Linked DNA regions of Mus musculus: region 2 is linked to region 1. A link is a contact called in public promoter capture Hi-C data. All regions are on one chromosome and are shown on one strand. The core of a region is the stretch at or near the end of the contact, and the rest is flanking DNA. Distances in the headings are between cores, read along the strand shown.

Region 1 (5,222 bases), core at 715-3,214:
GCTCCTCCTCCCACCAAAAGAGAAAGTTTCCGTTCAGAGGAATGAGTTACAGAGCAAACTGCAAGGTGGGCAGTTGGGCCACTGAAGGTGCAGAAGCTAAGCCACATCCACAGGCCACGGCAGCACTACCAGACCCATTTTGATCACTTCAGAAGAGAAATTGTCCAGACTCTCCGTCCCTCAGAGTCCTCATCTATAAAATGAGGACTTTAGGTTAGGTGTTCATGACTGGGCCGGGACAGGAGGTAACTCTAGAGTTTGCTGGCAGCTAGCCTGACCAAAAAGTAGTAAACTCCTCATGTACTCATGGGCCACACTTAAACATACACACACACACACACACACACACACACACAGAGACAGATCAAATAATGGTATTTTTAATATATATCTAACTTAAAACATATCTACAACATAAAGAAATCTTACAATCCAATAATAAGTCAATGGCTAAAAATAGATTAATAATAATAATAATAAAAGGGGTAGAAGATATGAATAAATGTTTATTTGAAAGCAAAAAAAATTTTAAAGCTACACAAATGAAGAGAAAAACCACATGAAGAGATGATCGGCGCCATTCTTTAGTCATCTGCAAGACACAAGTCACTAGCATCAGGTAACATGGACTAGATTAGTTATAAATTGTTCACGGGTAACAGTTATTCAGGCTTACAAACTGTTTGAAACAAGGGGGAAATGACCGACCGAAGTCAGGATAGTGTCGGCAGATTCAGGACTCCAGGAGACTGATGCTTGTGGCTGTACTGTGGAGCCTGGCTGAGCAGGGTGGTGGCGAAGGCGCAGGCGCAGGCGTTTGCGATGTTGTTTAATTGTACCTTAGGTAGCTAGAGTGGCCGCAGCACTGGCTCTTGGCCTCTGCCTAGTGGGTGCGGAGTGCTCATGCTGGGTCGTACACAAAGTTTCTCAGAAGCACCAAGGTACCCAATGAGGACCTGTGGTAGGCGCCCAACCTCTTCTGTGGACTCCATTGGCCTTCTTCACTCTTTCTGCCCCTCCAAATACACATAAAAATCTTGATAGTATGCAATCACTCGCAGGTTCAAGACAAAAGCCCTAATGTGTATGCAGCCCTCAGTCAGACTGGGAACCTTTGTAAATCAAGGAGCCCAAAGGTAGCTGGGCTCTTCTGCATGGTGTACTGGCTGGTTTTGTGTCAACTCGACACAGCTGGGGTTATCACAGAGAAAGGAGCTTCAGTTGAGGAAATGCCTCCATGAGATCCAGCTGTAAGGCATTTCCTCAATTAGTGATCAAGGGGGAAAAGCCCCTTGTGGGTGGGACCATCTCTGGGCTGGTGGTCTTGGGTTCTATAAGAGAGCAGGCTGAGCAAGCCAGTAAAGAACATCCCTCCATGGCTTCTGCATCAGCTCCTGCTTCCTGACCTGCTCGAGTTCCAGTCCTGACTTCCTTTGGTGATGAACAACAGTATGGAAGTGTAAGCCGAATAAACCCTTTCCTCCCCAAACTGCTTCTTGGTCATGATGTTTGTGCAGGAATAGAAACCCTGACTAAGACACACGGGTTCCGCCCCCTGGAGGTAAGTAAGGGAAAGCACCCACAAAAAGGGTACCTTTCACCTACAACTAGATTCGGCAAGAAAACGAAAGGCTGGGAAGGGCCAGGTGAAGGTGCAAGGAAACCTGGGTTCTGGTTCCATTTGTTCCTTCTTCAGCAAGGGGGTTCCCTCGGGGTTCTCAGTTGCCCCTTCTGTAAATCTGTGGGGAATCCCTTTAGCTAAATCAAGCAAAAGAGACTCTAGAAATGTCACCGGCTCAGCTGGTGCCTCTAAAGGCAGTGAGATACCTACTTATGCCAGGGTGAACGTGGCACGGCTCCCTAGCGGCGGGTGACCAGCAAGCACAGTAGCCTGAAGGGTGAGCAATGCCTGACGGGGCGGGGCTCGAACCCACAAAGCAGGCCCCGGTCATGTGGCTGAGTCACGTGTCCTACCCGGAAGCGCGCCGCAGGCTGGCTACACGCTGGGCGGTGCGAGCCGCGGATCCGGTACGTGGGCATCGTGGGTGACCAAGCGCAGTCCTGGGTCGCCCCTCGGTGGGCACCTCCGGCAAGCTCTCCCAGTTTGGAGAGGCCCGGGCACCCGGGGAAACCCGCATCAGTCTCATGCCTTTTGGAGCGGGCGTCACAAGCCAGGCCTTCGTCCCCGGGAGGAGAGGGGGAGGGTACGTCAGAATTTCTGGGTGTCGTTGAAAGAGTGCTAAGCAGCTATTGGGCGGAGCCACGCAGTGAGGCGGTGCTAAGCGGCGCAGGGAGAGACTCCCTCCTAGGCCAGCTGCTCCTGCTGGAGCATCACAGGCTATAGTCCCCACCCCTCGCACCCACCCCCCAACTGAGCTGTGTTAGGCGGGACAGAGGCCACGGGGACAGTTTGCTAGGGACAATGAGAGAACTGTGACCCGGGTGGTAAAAGTGGGTGCAGGGGATTTTTCTCAGAATCGCCCTTCTCTTCAAAGTTTCCTCCTTTTAGAGCAAAATATAAAGAGAACAAAGATCAGAAAATGAGGTTAGCCGCAACCGTAAAACCAGATACCCACCGAAAAGTATGCGGGTGCTTACCGGAAGTTACCATCAAGGCAAGCCCGAGAATGGTGCAGCCAGGCTCAGAGTTTCATTGCTTTCAAAATCCCCAGGATCAAACCTTCCTCCTCCGCCTTAGATTCTTCTTGCCTGTTATCAAAATGGGAGGATTCCAGAGGCAGCTTATTTCTCTTGTTATTTGAAGCCGGGAAATAAGAATAACACCTACCCACCGTTCTTGTCCTTAAGATGAGCCTACTGGGCTGAGGTTGCGACCTGGCTGGTAGGAACCCCGTAACCCGGTAGGAAGGTGCAACAGCGCTCTGTTCCCTGGCCTCCCAAGAGGAGTTTGAATCTCTGAGTTGAATGGGACCTTAGGAAAGCCCAACCAGAACCAAACCCGAATGCAGCTTTTCACTGGGACCTCCTGCCAGCTTGCGATGGGTTGTGTAGTAACCCATCCCTGCTCACCGCTCCCTGGGGCTGCTCAGGGTGGGATTGCTGACCCCACCTGTGTGTGAATGAGTGACCCAAATATAAACTGTCCAGTTGCAGAGGAGGTAGGAGCTAATGTGTCATCAACGCTTGCTCCACATAAAGGACACCTTCTAGCTTGTGGTCCTTAAAATGGGGGAACCTGTGACTTCTCAGCCCGTGTCCAGGTTGTCCACTCTCAGGAACAGGCGGCAGTGGAAACCAGACCCTCTGAATGCCTTCATGCCTTTTCTGCCTTAAGCATTTGCAGGCCCAAGGATGCTGTGCTGCTGTTGTCTGCTGACCTGGTCAGAGTATCTAGCTCCTCAGAAGCCCTGCTGTGTGCTTTGCCAAGGTAAACCATGCTCCTCTCCTGGAGGATGGAGGGTGGAGAGGTGGGCAGCACCCACTTGAAGAGCAGAATGAGAGGAGCGAACTGAACTGCCACATGCACCTCTTTGTACATTTCTTCCCCCTCCCCCTCTCCAGCCCTGCCCCCACCCCCCATGTCACTACTTCATTGGGGGAACCAAAGACAGGAACCCCAGAAGGACTGGGTGATGGCAGGCATGCAGACGAGGGTTCCGTGAGTGTCCATTGTTTTGAAGCCCATCTCCTTACCCAGGCTGAACTCACGGATGTGACCTTTGCCCTCGCTTTTCCCTGGAAGATGAAGTGCGTGTTGGTGGCCACCGAGGGCGCAGAGGTCCTCTTCTACTGGACAGATGAGGAGTTTGCTGAGAGCCTCCGGCTGAAGCTCCAGCAGTCAGAGGATGAGGAAGAGGAGGTAATTACAGAACAGGCCGTCCTGGTGGAGGTGGGGTTGGTAGAGGAGCCACAGAGCCACCCGAGGCCAGGAGGTCCCAGTGCCTCTTCCAGGCAGGCAGGAGGAGTCCGCAGGGCCTGTGCCTGGCCAACAGGGGGCAGCCTTTTGATGTCTTGAGTACTGTGATTTCCTATCTCACTGTCTGGGCCAGTGATTGGGGAAGGGGGTAAATTTTAGCCTCACAAGAGGGAGACTTGATGTCAGGTTCTCCATCTGAAAAGCTTGGCGTACCCATAATGATTAATTTTTAACAACTCTATTAAGTATAACTAGACCAACTGTTATCTGTTCACATTTAAATTATATAGTCCGATATATCTATATCTGTGATTCCATCATAGTCAGTGAACTGTCTGCCACCCCCAAAGGCTTTAACCCCTCTTTCACTTCTTTTCTCCCTAAGAGTCAGTGAGCCATTGCTGTCCGGTGAGTCTGTTATGTAGACCTATCTAGAACAATCATACACAGCAGTGTGGGTACATTTTGTGTTGTGGTTGGCTTGGGCTGGCTCTTTTACCTCAGCGTGACTCTTTGCCATGTCTTCATCTGTCCCAATTAGCGCCTATCAGTCAACCAGTTCTCTCATATCTATAGGCTGTAATCTGTTTCTTCGTTTCCTTCTTGGTGGACGTTTGACTTGGTTTTAGGTTTTGGTTACCATAGACATATGTTGGCTGTGAACATACACATCTTTGTGTGAGTTTGGACTCTGTGGGTGTTTGTTGTTGTTTTGTTTTGTGCGTATGGATGTTTTTCTTTCGTGGTTTGTTAATCCTGAGATTTGCAGGAGAAAAACCAGTCCCACCATTTTGAGCCGAATTTGAAGCAAGCTTTAATTAAATACTGACTGGGATGGGCTTTGGTCAGGACTGTCCCCTGGAGTTCCCAGCTGAGTGGCCCTAAGACACATGTTGCAGGGGCTTATAAGGAGAAACCCATACAGCCACCATATTTTCCCTTAGAGCGTAGTTATTTTCAGAGAACTTCAACTCCCAGCATTCCAGGAAGTTACCTGGTCCTGGGGTGGGTGGCCTTATAGGTTAACCTCAGGTCTTAACAGTGTATCTACATACCATGTGCATGCAATGCCCACTGAGGCCAGAAGGGGGCATTATATCACTTAGAATTGAAGTTACCAAAAATTGTGAGTTGTCATGTGGTTACTGGGACTAGAACCCAGATCCTCTGGGAGAACAGCAAATGTTTTTAACCACTGAGCCATCTCTCCAGTCCCTGTACTTCTTAAGAGACCCCCCAAACTCTCCACAGAAGAGGTATCCACCATTTTACGCCCCACCAGTCGCTTTCCAGTTCCTCGTTGATACTTAATATACATCCTTTTTTATTTTAGCCAGTTTAATAG
Region 2 (5,784 bases), core at 436-2,935, 240 kb before region 1:
ACTTAGTAATGAGCTTGATTTTTAGTACCAGATAGAGCTTCCCCTGTGTTGGATGGGTCTTAAGTTCAGTTAGAGAGCTGTTGGTTGCCTCCAAGATATGTGTGCCACTACTGTGCCCTAAGGTTGTCATGTCATGTTAGGTAGGAGTGTTGGTTGCCTCTCTACTGTGGAAATTTTCATGGCACCTTCTGGTACCATGAAAGCGAGTCCTCAAGGAGAAAGCATTAGAGTCACTGAAACTTCTTTAAAGATATGGCTAAAATTCATAAGTACAAGTTTTCCAATCCTTGAGTTTTCTTTGTTGGAAGACTATCATGGCTTCAACTGTATTAGATATATTTGGATTATTTAATTCTTCTTGATTAAGTTTGTGTATGTAATAAGTATGTAGAATTTTGTATATGTCTAGGTTTTCTATTTTTTTAATCTTCAAGAAATTCTCTTATTTTATCATATAGATTTCATAGTCTATCTACTTGGGAAAGTTTAAGCTTAGTAATTCTCTCTCTCTCTCTCTCTCTCTCTCTCTCTCTCTTTCTCTCTCTCATTCCCTCCCCTCCTTTCAGTTCTGTTTTCCTCACTTCATCCTTCACTTCCTTCCATTCTCTCTTTCCCTACCTCCTTCCTTTTTTCCTTCCTCCACAAATTTTTATTCTGAAATTGAAACTTTGAGAAAAGCTGAAAGACTAGATTCCATCAATTTACCACGTTTCCTTTCTTAGCTACCTACACTTATTTTGTTAAATACTAATGAACTTCCTATTAATAGGGTATTCTTTTTAGTAACCTCGATGCCATCACTGTATAAGTGTATAATGCCATACTGTATGAATATAAAGTAAGAACATGACCATTCCAAGATATGGTTGAGGGGAAATCTATTGTAGATATGAGGAAGAGTCCAGAGAAATGCTACTGAACACAGCCAGCAGAGTGGACTTGGCTATTCAGTGGGGAGAGCAAGAGAAGATGGAAAAGAAAGTATGGGTCAAGGACACCAAAAGAGGAAGAGAAAGAGAGGAGCAAGTGAGCACATGGCTGAAGATGGGACTGCCAGACCTGCCCACACTGTTATCTGGTTCAGTCCTAGAGTGTGTGGAGGCATGTTATGCAGATCAACCAAACACAATAGAGATGATCATAAGTCAGCTGTGCATGTGCATATGTATGATTCTACAATCTGCAATTCTGCAGTGGGGCAGCTCCAGATGGACTTAGCAGAAGACAATGAAAGTTGAGATGTTCCTCTCAACTCTGTGGGATAATTTTACTTTAGCAATTTTTGGTGCTGTGTTTCTGCTGGATTCTGAAAATTGTCAGGATTCAGTTGTTCTCCTCACTCCTCAAAAGATTCTTTGTACTGTCTCCACAGGTGGGAGCTTTGGACATCATCAGTGCTAGAGAGTGTCGGGGCCTTTGCGAATTACTTTATCCCCAACCCTCCAATTTCTAACATGTTTAGAATCATGTTAAATGAAAATCTACAAAATGGAAATTCTTATTCGATGAACTCTAAAGAGATAAAAAGATCAGGCAATGTGAGAAAGGGGGAAAGCCCAAGTATTTCTGGTAGGGAGAAGCAAGACTGAGCCCAGTGGAAAAGGCTGAGTGTTTGGCTGCCAATATCTATTACTTAACAGCTGACATTTTCCAGATCTCACTTTGGGGAAGGCAACACCTGATTTCACTTAAACTTGCAGCATCTGCCCTGCTGCTTTCCCTGGCCAGCCTAATGCCTCACCCACCAGCACCATGATGAGCAAAAGAAAAGAGGCTGCAATTAGCTGTGAAAGGGGGTTGGGATGAGTTGGGACCCTGAGTCATCACCAGAGTTCTGATCTAATTGTGTAGATAGCTGGCGTGGGAGCTTTCTCCCATATGTGCAACACCGGCAAACACATACATGTGCCAAGAGGCCAGAGCAGGACTGGCCTGATCCTTTCTACATACTGTGATTTTGGGGGTTATTTTTTTGTTTGTTTGTTTTTTGTGGTAGTGATTGTTCTAATAGCTGTGGCTCGCTAGCCTCTGCTTTCCCCAATCACAATCACTGCTGGACATGTGGAGCAGATAAAAACATTTCTCTCAAACATTAGCCTTGCCAAAGAGAACTAGTAAAAGACGATCAGAGCACTAATGTTGAATTATTTTGTCTCTCATTTAGAGCTCTTGGGATCTGCTCCAAGTATCCAGCGATTGTGCCCATAGGAAAAAACCACACACAACTGAACACTGTTCAGAATTTCAGATTTCAACAAGAGTCTCATAGGCAACATTACCAATGACATTTTCTCTCCAGAATTTGACTGTGGATGATTGATATTTTGTGGCCATGTTCAAGGCATGAAGCACCTCTTTTCCATACCCATTCTTACAATGAGTCAAATTAGTCAACAAATGGTAGACATCTAACTTTAATTAGGCATGGTTCTGGAACCCTTTTGCTGCATACTCTATATTGCTGTACTCTGAAACGAGCATCATGGTTGTACTTCACTTTTCCCAGTATCACAGCCCACTGTGTTTAAACATCCCTCTCAGTGTCTGCGTAGTCTCTTTTCCTCAATTTAGTAGCTGGAGTAGATGGCCATAGACCCTTCTGGGGAAGGAGAATTAAAATAGTATATAATCCTACAATTTCCTCCCAATGACCTGACCATTTCTTCAGTTAAAAGGTTTGCTATCTGAAAATCTGTTCTGCACCAGGAACTATCAAATGATCAAAACATTTCATTAGGGCAACTGTCCTCCAATTCCCACTGATCCATTTTGGTTTTTGTTTCTTTTGGGGGTGTGGCCCTTAATGATACAGACCCATATTTCTGTCCATATATTTGCTTCTAGGGATGTCATGTTTTGCTCTTTCCACAAGTCTCTGACCCTCAAGCTCAGCTGGTGTCCCTCTGATCTTGCTACTCACTTGGCTTTTAAAAGTAAGCATCAACCCGGCTTGCCTGCCCCCTTCCTAAATCATCTTCATGGTGTTGACAACACCAAAGTTTGCCTATAGGTACAAGTCATCATTGTCAGTGTTAGTTAGTAGTTAGATGTTCCTCTTAGCAGCCTGTCCATACCAGCCTTGGTGAATAGTGGCAACTGAGGTTGGAAGGTGGGATACCACTCACTGGCTTATGCATTAAACACTTTGTCTTCAGCTTGTCCCACTGTTTAGGGAGATTGTGGGAACTTTACAAGGTAAGACCTTTGTAGAGACAATAAATCTCAACGAGTGTGACTTTGATAGTCTCTGGTCCCTTCTCCTTTGGTCACCATGAAGTAAACAGTTTCCTTTTCACAAGCTCTTACCATTACCTCCTGCCTTACATTAATTGAGTCTAGGACTGTGGATTGAAATCTCTGTAATCACGACCCAAAATAAAAATTTAAAAATCCCCCATTTAAGATGTTTGTGTCAAGCATTAGGTTACAGGTGTACACATGTAACTACTTTAGATTTTCTCTGTCACATAATCCTCAGACTGTCTTCTGGCCTTTTTATGTCCATTTGAACTTGAGCACTTCTCTCAGCCCCTCAGACCTCCCTCTATGATCAATTAGTACAACTAGAATACTTCTAGTTTGTTCACTGTGGTCATAACTCTTCCTAGGCTTCTAAATATGATAGTAGCATTAATTTTGTCCCATCTCCAATGATTTTTGCCAGGACATTAAATCTTATATCCAAGAGAGTGACCTAAAATTCAGTTTCTTCATCAAATGCCTTTAAAATAGTTCCAGGAGAACATCCTTGGCTCCTCCTGGTAATTCTCACAACTCTTTGGCTGCATACTATTTTTATTTATTTACTTGGGTTATGCTGAACTATCCTAATTCTATTGTAGTTATTTAACCATTGGCAAGGACACTAGTGGGGACAACCACTACAGGATTGTCTATTGCCTTGAGTGGGAGGACCATCCTCAGCACTTTCTAACACTATGTGGGTAGTACCTCTTACTAGGAAGCCACCTTGAAAACATTTGGTGTTCAGTGAGGCATTTACTTCAAATACCTGAAACATCCAACCAGATGCCCCTAGCCCATATTTTAGAGTTTTGGGTGGTTCTAACACACTCTTGGCAGTGTAGCAGCAGACTTGATTCAACATTCAAGCTCTTCTGAAGACCTGTAAGTATCCAGCTCTCCACACTTCCCTTTAGCTGCGTTTATTCTCTTACCATGTATTCTTAGTTCGCTATTTACTGCACTCAGCTTATTGCATTGATTCAGCATCTCAACTCAGCTTTGTATAACCTAAAACTGTTCTCTTTGTAGACATTTTCAATCCCTGAATAATTAAAACTATATCCCTTCTGCCCAGATGGGTGTTTTCTCAAACCACCACCACCAAATCTTCAGCTAGTGAATTAACCGTCACCTTCTATCAGGAATTTTCAATGCATGCCACTTACCCCATTCAAGACAGCCTTCCTCTTGTCTCCTGGCTGCTATGCCTGCTATTTCCAGACTCCCACCCCTCTCACTACCTGTCTTCTTGAACCATTTTGACTCTCATTTGTAATCGTTTAGTTTTCCTAAGCAGGATAGAACAAGATAGGGTTGCATGTGCCAGAGACTGATTGGTGGCAGTGGAGAGTTGATGGGGAAGAAAGACATCAGGCCAGTTCAGTATCTGGGTAGAGGTTCTGAGTGCTGCATATTTGCAAGGCTACATACATGTACACATATATACATAGGATGGCATTGTTATGCCTAGAAGTGAGACTCTACCATGCTATGACTGTTATATTTTTAAAGTTTTAAATTATAATTAAGATATAATTACATCATTTCCTTTGTCTAAGGGAGGGGCCCCATGCAACTTCCCTGCTCCCTGATAGCATGACTGTGTTGTCATTGTCCAGATCCTATTACTGAAGTATTCTGGGTTTAGCTTCCTTGTAACTTCTAGGAGACACACTCTCACAGCAACTCCCTAGTCCTATGGCTCTCACAGTCTTTCTGCAGGCCCCCCGCCCTCACCATTGTTCCAAGTTTTAGGTATAGAAGTTGTATAGTGGATATATCGGTGAACAGCATCGTGTCCTCCACCCATAGTTACTTTGGTTACACTTTAAGAGTATGGACCCATGTGTGCCATAGCAGTGACCCACTGTGCCCAGGGATGCAGATGATTGGGGATAGTCTAATGGCTCTGGCATCTGTGCACACAACAGAGTATGTATGAGGTCCATTATGTATGTGGCTACTCTGACCACAAGAAGGGTGGCTCCTGTCAAGCGATGGAGTTTTCCTTAGATATTACTAAGGTTAACTCCGTTGGTAGAAAGAGCCTCAAAGAGCAGCAGACCATCTATGCAGTAGAAAAGATCCACACACTCCATGAGGCAAAGTAGCTGGAAAAAGCAGAGGGCCCCATGCTGTGATGTTCATACTCAGTCTCAAAAGCAGTGTTTCTAGATGATGTGTGTATGGATGTGAGGCGGGAACTGTGGCCCAAGCTCTCTGCCATGACAAAATCGTGATCCCACATATAACTCTTTTTATTTTGTTAAAATTCTCTCAGCTTTGGTCCTGAAAGGAAGGATTTCTTCCGGTTGGCTGCCATGAGCTCTCTTTACGTCCCTCCAACATGCTTAATCACTTCCTTAAATTCTGTCACCACAAACTCTTGTAGGTACATCTTACACAATCTCTAGCCTACCCTAGCAGCCATTTCTCCAAGAATCCCTACGCATGTTTTGTTGGGAAATGGTAATTACAAACCAAGATCTTGGTGTTAGGAATCTTCATTTATGCTAGGAATCCATTGTTTCTAGAATA

Evidence for each region. Promoter capture Hi-C pulls out the DNA fragments that hold promoters and counts their contacts.
Region 2: a promoter capture Hi-C map of hippocampal neurons shows a contact between it and region 1, with 2.9 times the contacts expected there. The contact joins the enhancer-like site here to the promoter of Hps1 in region 1. A contact is called at or near these places in 6 of 39 promoter capture datasets (embryonic stem cells, frontonasal cranial neural crest, hippocampal neurons and 2 more), 2 of 484 Hi-C or Micro-C datasets (ECoMG myeloid progenitors and embryonic stem cells), 3 of 115 datasets of contacts at active chromatin or transcription factors (embryonic stem cells and stem cell-derived neural progenitor cells) and 2 of 9 other capture datasets (embryonic stem cells and liver).

The regions. Positions count from the first base shown.
Region 1 is chr19:42,776,720-42,781,941 of GRCm38.p6, reverse strand. It overlaps Hps1 (HPS1, biogenesis of lysosomal organelles complex 3 subunit 1), which reads left to right and starts at 1,964. Exons shown (of 20, transcript NM_019424.3): 1 at 1,964-2,028; 2 at 3,296-3,388; 3 at 3,659-3,820. The coding sequence starts at 3,704. It overlaps Gm16244 (a long non-coding RNA gene), which reads right to left and starts at 2,910. Exons shown (of 2, transcript XR_386720.3): 1 at 2,599-2,910; 2 at 368-2,502.
Region 2 is chr19:43,018,827-43,024,610 of GRCm38.p6, reverse strand. The region is part of intron 3 of Hpse2 (heparanase 2); the gene reads left to right. Among named protein-coding and RNA genes, the nearest start is that of Hps1, 240 kb to the right of the region's middle. Within about 2 kb of position 1,685, at least 4 of the 459 cell types and tissues checked have an H3K27ac peak or open chromatin away from gene starts, as enhancers often do. A contact at or near this core is called in hippocampal neurons, where this site is marked.